Linked DNA regions of Mus musculus: region 2 is linked to region 1. The links are chromatin contacts, called in public ChIA-PET maps. All regions are on one chromosome and are shown on one strand. Each heading gives the region's core, a stretch centred on a gene start, on an enhancer-like site or on the middle of the called end of the contact. The rest is flanking DNA. Distances are from core to core; before and after follow the strand shown. Region 1 holds the start of Dnah11 (dynein, axonemal, heavy chain 11). Region 2 overlaps Sp4 (trans-acting transcription factor 4).

The links. ChIA-PET counts read pairs in DNA pulled down with a chosen protein or histone mark.
Region 2: a contact with region 1 is called in an RNA polymerase II ChIA-PET map of memory CD8 T cells, with 33 read pairs. The contact joins the enhancer-like site here to the promoter of Dnah11 in region 1. A contact is called at or near these places in 1 of 39 promoter capture datasets (liver), 2 of 484 Hi-C or Micro-C datasets (liver and nephron progenitors), 1 of 115 datasets of contacts at active chromatin or transcription factors (memory CD8 T cells) and 2 of 9 other capture datasets (adipose tissue and embryonic stem cells).

Annotation. Positions count from the first base shown.
Region 1 is chr12:118,195,975-118,200,815 of GRCm38.p6, forward strand. It overlaps Dnah11 (dynein, axonemal, heavy chain 11), which reads right to left and starts at 3,069. Exons shown (of 82, transcript NM_010060.3): 1 at 2,565-3,069; 2 at 582-725. The coding sequence starts at 2,858.
Region 2 is chr12:118,251,837-118,257,063 of GRCm38.p6, forward strand. Sp4 (trans-acting transcription factor 4) reads right to left here. Exons shown (of 6, transcript NM_009239.4): 5 at 2,574-2,773. Among named protein-coding and RNA genes, the nearest start is that of Sp4, 47 kb to the right of the region's middle. Within about 2 kb of position 3,790, at least 31 of the 459 cell types and tissues checked have an H3K27ac peak or open chromatin away from gene starts, as enhancers often do. A contact at or near this core is called in memory CD8 T cells, where this site is marked.

The DNA of each region.
Region 1 (4,841 bases), core at 1,819-4,318:
ACATGGTACCTAAGCCCCTCAAGGGACATCCTCCAGTGACCTAATTTCCACCTATGAGGGAAGCCCCAGATCTTAAAAGCACCACAGCTCCCAACGCTGATGAACAATCCTTTAATACACTGACCACCCTCAGCACAGGGAAGAGAGAATTTGTGAACAATTGGTGACTTCATTACTGCCTTCCATTCTCTGACATAGGTAAAACTCCATTTAGTTACTACCTTGTAATAGGAATTTGAAAAACGGATGAAAGTGTGAGGTAATTTCTACCCTGACTGTGATACCTAAAACCTATAGCTAACTGACAGAACCTCGTCAGTTCAAATTGACAGGTAAATGCTTCCAGCATTGTGAAAGGAGTAAGGGAAGAGTGAGAGAGAGGGTGATCTGACAGGGAGCTAGTCATTGTTAGTGAGCAGTGACTGAGTTCAGAAAACAGGCTGAACGGGATCACTTCGTACCCCTGGCCAAAGAAATTCCTGGCTTCTCACTCTCTTCTGTTTAAGTAGACAGAGTGGCTCAACCAGTACCAGGTGTCTGGAGGTCAAGAAAGCACTCAGATATTAGAGACAGACCAATACCTCATCTAGGAATGCAGTTACATGTGTAAGCAATGACCTGGGTATTTCTCCAAATAAAATGGTTTGGGAGAAATCACTTTCTCCCATGTTTTCAGTCATCTTCTTGGCAAAATAAACCAGCTTGTGTTTCACATCTCTTGGAATCTGGAACAAAAGCAAGATAATTAGTTCGAGTTCACTACAGAATCTCTTTGTTAACAAGCAGGGTTTGCTGTATCCCACTTGCAGACAGATTGCCAACAGAAGAAGTAAAACCATGGCATCTTGCCCATGTTTACAAACAAGGTTGCTCTGTTGCTCTTCTGTGTCCTGAAAAAGGTAGGGTTCTCTTTTTCCCTTTTTTTTTTTTAAACAATACCACCCTCAAAGACATGTCCATTACTCCTCAACAGCATATACCGTAAGAAGCTCATATACAAAACCAAACATAAGAACATTTTAATCCTAGTAAGGTTTTTTCCCCCCTTTTGCTAATTTTTCTCTTGTTTGAAAATAAGCCAAACTGAGATAAAAAGGGGTTAATTTGCATTCCTGCTGTCAAGGCAAAGAAGTGTTTAGCCAAGATAATTTAACATTCCTATAACTGTTAAGGGTTTTTTGGTTTTGTTTGGTTTGGTAAATACTACACTATTTAGTTTCTATGCTCTGAGAGTTTAAGGTGTCTTGACTTGTCTGACATACTAACTTATTTTTTAAAGTTATAATTAGGAGAATATCAAAACAAAGATATTCAAAACTCACACAGCTGTAATGCAACCATTCTGAGGGCTTGCCTCACACCTATCCTAAATGACGACATCTGGTCATTTACAACATGAACCCCAGGCCCAACAGATAACCTACTGGGCAAGGGCTCCAAAATCAGAAAAGAAGGAAGGAAAAGAAAGCAAAAAAAGGCAATGCCTATTAAGCTTGAAGCCTGTGCAAATTACAAGCTACACACACACACACACACCATGGAACTACCATCAGTTTTAAAGAAAAACACATCAGAGAATAAGACAATTGGACATAAGTTTTCAGAGTGCTATTGATATGTAACTTTCCAGGGCACACCTCTGCTATAAACAAGTAGACAGGTTACTTTACTTGGAATTTACGTTGGGGGTGGGGGGTGGGGGCAGACGTTTCCTTTTCAAGCACCCACATGGTGGTAATTCACAATAATTTGTAACCCCAGTTCCAAGGAATCCCAACACATCTCTTCTGACCTCCATGGGCACCAGATACCCACAAGGTGCACAGACATACATGCGGGCAAACATACATACACATAAAAAATGAATATATGTTCTAAAAAGAATTTACAATTTAATTGCTAAGATAATGCTCCTTGAAATCACTATCTAATCTATGCAACAAATATGTTTATTCTGTGTTTTAAATGACACCAGCCAGTCTAATGGTTGTTATTGTTGGTTTTGTTGTTTATATTTTGTTTGTTTGTGGTTTTGACAGGGTCTCATGGTGTAGTCCTGGAACTTGCTGTGTAGACCAGGCTGGCCAGGAACTCACAGAGATCCTCCTGCCTCCTCTGCCTCCCAAGTGCCAGGGGTAATATAGTAAGTGCCACAATAATCCAGCCAGTCCCCCGCCCCGCTTTTTGTTAGAACTCGATTATTTCTTTCCTGGACAAAATGTAGTTGGTAGATACTGAAACAACTCAAGCTATAAGGGTTTTGCCTAATACTTTGCTATCGTTTTTTAAAAGGATATGACTCTAGAGTTCCACCGGGGACTGAAACATAAGTTATTTGGCCCAAAAAGCTCCCCAGGCGCCATAAGCCCAGGCATCACAGACTGCGCTAGTTTTCTAACATCATTTTAGACAACCATCCCTTCTGGCAGGCATCCCTTGTAGAAAACTAAAGTACAGCGTTTTCTGCAGAGCTGGTGCACACGGGGACCCGGATCAGTCCAAGAGGCTGACTTCAAGTTCTGTTTAAGTCCGGCAGCGGGCATCCCTCTCGGGTCGCGCCTTACCTCGGGGGAAGCCGAGAGCCGCCCGGCGGTCGCAACACTAAACACCAGGCTGGCAGGACCAGTGCTCTCCAAAAAGTCTCCTAGGACCTGCCGGTGGTCATCGCTCTCCAGATACTGGCCCCACGTCTCCTCCGGGAACCTCAACGCCTGGCGCAGACGGCCTCCCAGGAAGCGCACCCGCGGGTCTAGGGCAAAGCGTTGCACTCTCCTTGCAGCCGCCGCCTCCTCGTCCTCCTCGTCCTCCTGCTCTGAGGGGCTGAGCCTCAGCACAGTCCCTTCCTCCTGTGCTGCCATCTCGTACCTAGAGAGGATTCTTGGAGTCGTGCGCCAAGGAGGCTATCACCGAGCCAGCGCCAGCCGCTCTGCCTGCAGAGCTAGGTGCACTGGAAGCGAGGTGGCTCGGACTGCAGCGCGTCCCGTTGCCAGGGAGATGGCTGCCCCGCCCCGTCCCGGGAGTGAGGGAGGAGCGAGAGTCTTGGGTCGCCCGGTAGCTCTCAGGCAGAGACCGGGAAATCAACTGGATTTCTCTGCTTTCCTCCCCTGGGCATCTTGGGGATCCCAGAAATGTTCCAGGACTAGTTAGCGGCTCTGGATTCAGCAGTACTGTCTTGAGCAGATAGTCCTGCTAAATTTGCCGCCATGGTAAATTTATCTAATCCCTAGAAAGCTGGGGCTAAATGCTCAATGTTTAACTGTGGATGAAGTATGGTCCAAAGTAGTTAGGTAGCAAGAAATGCTGCCACACACATCGTACACAGAGAATTGCTTATTCAATAAGTTTAGAGAAAGAATAAGTTACGTTACATTGTAAGTCAATAAACTACTTTCAATTTGGGGAAGGAACATTTTGAGCAAAAATACTAATATTAAAGTAAGATTTTTTCAAGGACTTAAATGTAACAAAATAGTAAAAGAATATGTAGCAAAGAATGTAGCTTCCTAGCTGCCATCAGAACAGTGACGTTGCACTGGACAGAGCCTGCCACATTCACCAAGGCCAGTGCAATTTTAACTTGTCATTGGGTTTTCTCCAGCAGAATAGTTTCTTTTTTCAGAAATAATTTACTCTATAAACCCAGTCTTTCATTGCAGTAGATATTAAGAAGTGCGTTTCCCTAGAAAATTTGTATCTCAGAGTAATAAATCCATCACTTAAGAAAGGCATGCTTTTTCTCAATATTTTTTCAAGTATGATTTAAAAGCACCAAGCAGGTACCATAATGAGTTCACTTGGCTTCTCACACACACAAAAAAAATCTTTATTAAACACCTACTGAGTGCCAATCACTGCTGATGCTGAACACACAGTATTGTAGGCACACTAAGCTTCTGTCCTCACATCACTTGTCTAAGTTAGCTCCACACTGACTGGACTGAGGCTATTCCACCTGGGTTTGCCTTCTATTTCTATCAGATGCTGTCAGAGCCATCTAGGATAGGCTAAAGGCATGCAGGTGACTTTTCTAGAGATGACCCACCATTTTTGCATGGTGGTGATGGGTAAACTGAATAGCAAGGCCTTCAGAAATTTCCTCTCAAGATTGCTTCTTGCAGCTGATATGCCTTTCCCAGTCACTATTACATAGTATAATAACTTCTGGACATTAGCCTACTGTATTGAGCAGATTTCCTGCAGATCGACATAAAGATAAACTTTCATGAATTAATGCTGCTTAGATGAGTTAATGATTTCATAGAATTCCTGATTTGATTCAAATAATTTTAGGAAGAAAGTTTTTTACATGGTTTTAGTTGTTTTGCCTAAAAGATGTAATAAAATTAGAATCAGGAATAGAATTTACCCCCTCCTCATAAAGTAAAGGCTACATAATAAAGAATACAATGAGCTTTCATAATTACACTAAAAAGAATTATAGACCTGGGACAAATTTGTGTTCAAAGAAAAACACTCAGGTCCAAGGATGAAGCCACAGGTGTGCACTATGATAAGACAAGGCCATTTAAAAACTGTTGCTTTGTTTAGCAAATTGTATCTTATATCTTGGGTATTCTAAGTTTCTGGGCTAATATACACTTATCAGTGAGTACATATTGTGTGAGTTCTTTTGTGATTGGGTTACCTCACTCAGGATGATGCCCTCCAGGTCCATCCATTTGCCTAGGAATTTCATAAATTCATTGTTTTTAATAGCTGAGTACTACTCCATTGTGTAGATGTACCACATTTTCTATATCCATTCCTCTGTTGAGGGGCATCTGGGTTCTTTCCAGCTTCTGGCTATTATAAATAAGGCTGCTATGAACATAGTGGAGCAT
Region 2 (5,227 bases), core at 2,540-5,039, 57 kb after region 1:
CCTCTAAAAACTAGAATATAGAGATTATCCATAAGGGGATTGTTCAAAAAGGGGGTCATTTTGTGCAGAATTAAGGTCTATTCATAAAGTTTTTATTTGTTTGTCTTTTGATGTAGGGTCTCACTCTGTATGCCGGGTTGATCTGGAACTTGCTAGTAAATCAGGCTGGCATAACTCACACAGATCTATTTGCCTTGCCACATGAACACTGATATTAAAGGAATGAGCCACTAGGTCAGGCATTATTCATGAAATTATCTTGACTGTCACATTCTCAGGCAAAATATTTGAGGATGTATACCTAAAAAGATGTTACCCACAGCGTCTGTGGCAGTCTTCAGAGGAAAAAAAAAGTTAAAACATAGCCCAGGGACTTTCTCCTGAGACCAGAGGAGGTGGTGAGGGAGAATCTTCTTTACCAACCTTTTGTAGTATTCAAGTTTTGTATTCTCTGTGCATGGACCATTGCAAACTTTACATTTCATTTTTAAGTAAAGCAAACGGATGCTTACTACTTTCGAAAGGGATTAACAATAACTCCCTTACATACTCCCAGTCCATCCATGTGTTTTATTGAGAGTGGTGGCGAAATATTGGACTGAATGATTCTTGTCATGATCAAGGCTTCTGAACATGTTCAACTTAATCAATACGTATTTCAAAGGGTATTTTTGTTTGATGCTGTTTTCAAAAAATTTAACAAGCACTGGCATGACTATTTGCAACTCTTTAAAAGTCAAGTTTGTAAGCACACCAACTCCAAGAAACACCAGCTCATAAGAAAGGCCAGTTCTAGGACTCCTGTGTCTTCAACATACACCACAGCTTGTATAAGTTACCTAAAACTCAAAATTCACTCAGTAAGAACCAGGCTCACTCTAAGCAGGTGAGTGCCTGAATGTGCTTTATAGTAACTAAAACTGGATGGCACTGGTGCATGAATTGTCAAATGGAACAGAGCTTCATAACAGGGGACCCAGAAATTAAGGCACAATCATAGAGGACAGTTTGAGATAAATGTAATTATAAATTAGTCAGAAGAATAAACTAGTCAAAAACTGGCTTTTCATATGAAACAATTTGTAGCCTCAATTCATTATTCGAGACAAGGAAAAAGAAGAAGAGGAAGAAGAACAAAATCACCCTTTTGCATAATCTAAAGGACCGAACTGGAGGCAAAAACGAAAAACTCAGAGCTGTTAAAAAAAGTTTCAAATAACTTCAGTATATCTTAGACTTTAATATATATTTTTAATTATATGACTGAGAAACACTCCTGAAGAAAAATGAGAAGTACCACGACTAAGAAGTAAAATAAACAACGTACACAAGAAGATGCTTAATTTCAGGGATCATCACAAAATGCCAACTTTAAAAACAGAAACAGTTTTAGATAAACACAAACTTCTGAAGCCTGGAACTACAGCAGTGAGAGCATATGAACAGAACTTCTGATCAGCACTAGTGAGGCAGAAATGTTAAGGAGCCACTTTAGAGACTCTACTACCAAACACACATTCTCTGTGATTAATACTCTTGCCCCTTAAACATGTCCAATACTTCAGAGAAGCAAAGTTGGTGACAGCAAATAACCCTCCAATAACTAACAGTATGCAAAATGATCAGTGTGATAATCACATGACAGAATACTGCACATCTCTAAAAATATAAACACACATGCATAGTGGACTTGAGTAAAAGTATGTGGATGGTATCATATAATATTTATGGCCTGTATAAAACACTACTTCCATGTATACCCACAGATAATATGCACTGGTTTAGAAATATACTAGAAGCCAAATCATAGACTGATGGTGGCTTTTGACTTTGGTCCTAACTTCTTTAGTGAGTTGATTTACTAAAAGTAACAAAAAAATATAACTTGAGTGTTAAGTGGATGTTTGTTGTATTATTTTTGACACTCCCTGGGCTTGAAAAGGCAAAACAGAGTCACTAATACCATTATAGGGATTAAAGGGAAATACTCCCTGCCCTGACTTGACCTGAAGCTCCTAAGGCTTGAAAATCTCTACTCATGACTTAGTGATATAGCACCCCCCCAAAAAAAAGTCAACCAGCCATGCTGTACTTTTCCACCAGCTCACTGCACATGCTCCAAACACTATAAAACCCCTCCCCTTCACCCAGCCCTCTGCTGTTTAAGAGGTAGCTGCCATTCTGTTCTTCCCAGTAAATCTCTTATGTGATATTTGTTTTGTGGTATGACTTTGTGGTATTCTTTGGCTCCCAACTGACAAGATGCCCTTGCACTGGAAAAACCTATACAATCAAAATTTAATTCTCTTCTCATATATATATAATAAATATATACTCTTTAGAAAAATATATACATATACATACACACACTTTAGAAAAACATGGTATGGATTTAGCATCCTAATGAGCAAAAGGAAAAAATTCCAGGCCATATAAATCTGGTGATAAAATTTAGTAAGTAAAATAAATGTATGTCAGAAAGAAAGCAAGGCATCTTGACCTTCAACAGTGCAACTTTCACTAAGCACTCGAAAACGAAGTAGTATCTCTCTCTCCAAGAGAAACCAACTAACCTGTGTGGGTCCTTCTGTGTCTCTGAAGCTCATCGCTCCTTGTGAATCTTTTGCCACAAAACATCCAGTTGCATATGAACGGTCTTTCTCCAGTGTGCCATCGGAGATGTGCTCGGAGGTGAGAGGTCTTGCCATATACTTTCCCACACCCTTCAATGTGGCAAACATGCTGCTTCTTCTTTCCTGGTTCACTGCTGCCCCTAACAGAACAAAACCAATACCATTATACCCTAAACTCAGCTTCTATCTGTGCCAAAAACACAGGTAGGCCATCTACATGATTAGAAAATGCTTTTCTGAGTATGTCTGAACAAAAACACATGAGAAATTTTTTCATTAAGGAAAAAAAAATCAAATATGGTCATGTACTATATAAACACTTATATGAAAATGTGGTAAGCTTCAGAATTTATGTCTACTACATAGCTCAGACTGCCTGTACTAGCTATAATGTTGCAGTTATCCTCATATTCACGATTTCCCTGTCACAGACTCCCTATTGTTGGAGTTGTAGGCATGCTACCCACAGGTAGGAAAGAAAACAAACCTCTTGAGAATTATCCTCTAAATATCAAAAAGATAGTTAAAATATACCGTGCACACCTTTAATCCTAGCACTTGGGAGGCAGAGACAGGCAAATTTCTGAGTTTGAGGCCAGCCTGGTCTACAGAGTGAGTTCCAGAACAGCCAGGGAAACCCTGTCTTGGGGGGCGGGGGGAATACGGTTCTAAGATTCACTTGTAGAGCAGGTCAGTGTGACAAGGAATTCCATGAACCCCTCCCAGCAAAACTAATAAATTATAAATCTACCTCCCAATACACTATTCAAAAATCTCTGGTCATAGTCCTAAAAACTAATAACAGCAAAAACTAATATTCTCTCTGAAATCTAAAGTATGTAACAATGGAGTCTATAGATCTAAGACTAACTCCTTTTCTTCCTTTCCACCTCCATGACAAAGGAGAGTTACAGAACAGTACAGCCATGAGGGCTTCCTCCCTCCAGCCTCTTCCAGAGAGGGGCAGGGCACAGTGCTTCTCATTCTACTGCCTGTTGCTGAGGCTGAGCTCCTGTTGAGTGTGGCTAAAAGGCACCCAGTGCCCAACTTACTGAACTCTGCAGTAATTGTGACTGATGAAAATGATATGGCCTAGGTGTTTCCTGACCTTCATGCACAGTTCATAAATTAGAGCTGCCAAGCCGGAAGAGGCAAGGTTAAGAAAATGTGAGCCTATTGTCCCTGCCTCCAAGCACTCAGCTGTTACATCAGGTAGCACTCTACCACACTTGCCACTTAAAAGCCCCAATTCTAGCTAGAATGAACTCCAATCTCAAAGAAACTGACCATCTGTAACCATCTGTAAGAAAGCTGAAGTTTAACTGAAGGGCTTGTTTTTAAAAGGAAACCACTGTTGCAAAGGCACCTGAGGGAAAGATACAGCGTTACTCGAGATAAGGCAAAACCACAGGTTGGTGAATCTGTGAAAAGAAGCACAGGTAGACAGGGAGAGTGAGCTTTGAGATCGGAAAAAAACATATGCTCCCAGAAGTCAACAAAGCAATAAAGCTTCAGCTAAACTAACCAAGACAAAAAGACTCAATTACCCCACTCACAAATAAAAATCATTATCAATCTCATGAAAATAAAAGGGCTCTTAGAGGAGCATTAAGTGTCACCAACCACCTAGGCTGACACATCTTAAACAGAAAATTTGAAAAACAAACAAGCAAAGACAAATGGTCAAAGTAAATCTGTAACAAAAAGAACTAGTCAGAAAAAAAACTACAAAGCGGAGAGTCAAATAGCTTTTCTCGTGAAATCCCTTTCCCCTGTATGTATAAGTTTTTGCTTGTTTTGAGACAAGGTCTCACTATACAGCACTGACTGTCCTGGAATTCATTAAGTAAACCAGATTGGCCTAAAAGAGAACCAACTGACTCTGCTACCTAGTGCTTGGGATAAAGGTTTGTACTATTATAATCACCTCCTGCTCAGTGTGTGTGTGTGTGTGTGTGTGTGTGTGTGTGTGTGTGTGTGTGTGTGTGAACTTTTTCAAGCTTTTCAAAGACTTGTTCAAAGAAGAAAACTACAGGGAACACTTCCCAATTCACTTGAAGGCCAATATACAAGAAAAGTAGAGACAAGCACCTCATGAACACATATGAAGAGAATCCTCAACATCAGCAAACTAAGCAGTGTATGGCACATGCTTATGATGCCAGCATTCCCCAGAGACAGAGACACAAGAGAGGCTGGCAGAGAGAGGGAGGGGGAAAGGAGGGGGAAAAGGGTGCAGCAGACAAAATCCAGTCACTTATAAAGAGAATTATACACCATAACCAGGAGGGTTTTACCATACATATGCAAAAATCCTTTGACTTGTAACAACTATACAGATTTTTTAAAAGCTCATAATTATTATAATAAATGCAATAAAGTGTTAGGCATTAAAAACCCTTTATGATTAAAATGAGAGAAAGAGAGGGGGAGAAAAAGGCAATGGAAGGGAGCTTCCTCAACTTAATCCAGGGTTCTAAAGTTGTATTTAAACAGTGAGAAACTAGATGATCTGTTCCCCTACCCTGAAAAAAAAAAATCAGATATTCTCCAAGGTGGAATAAGAAGTAAAACCAAAATTAGACACTATTAAT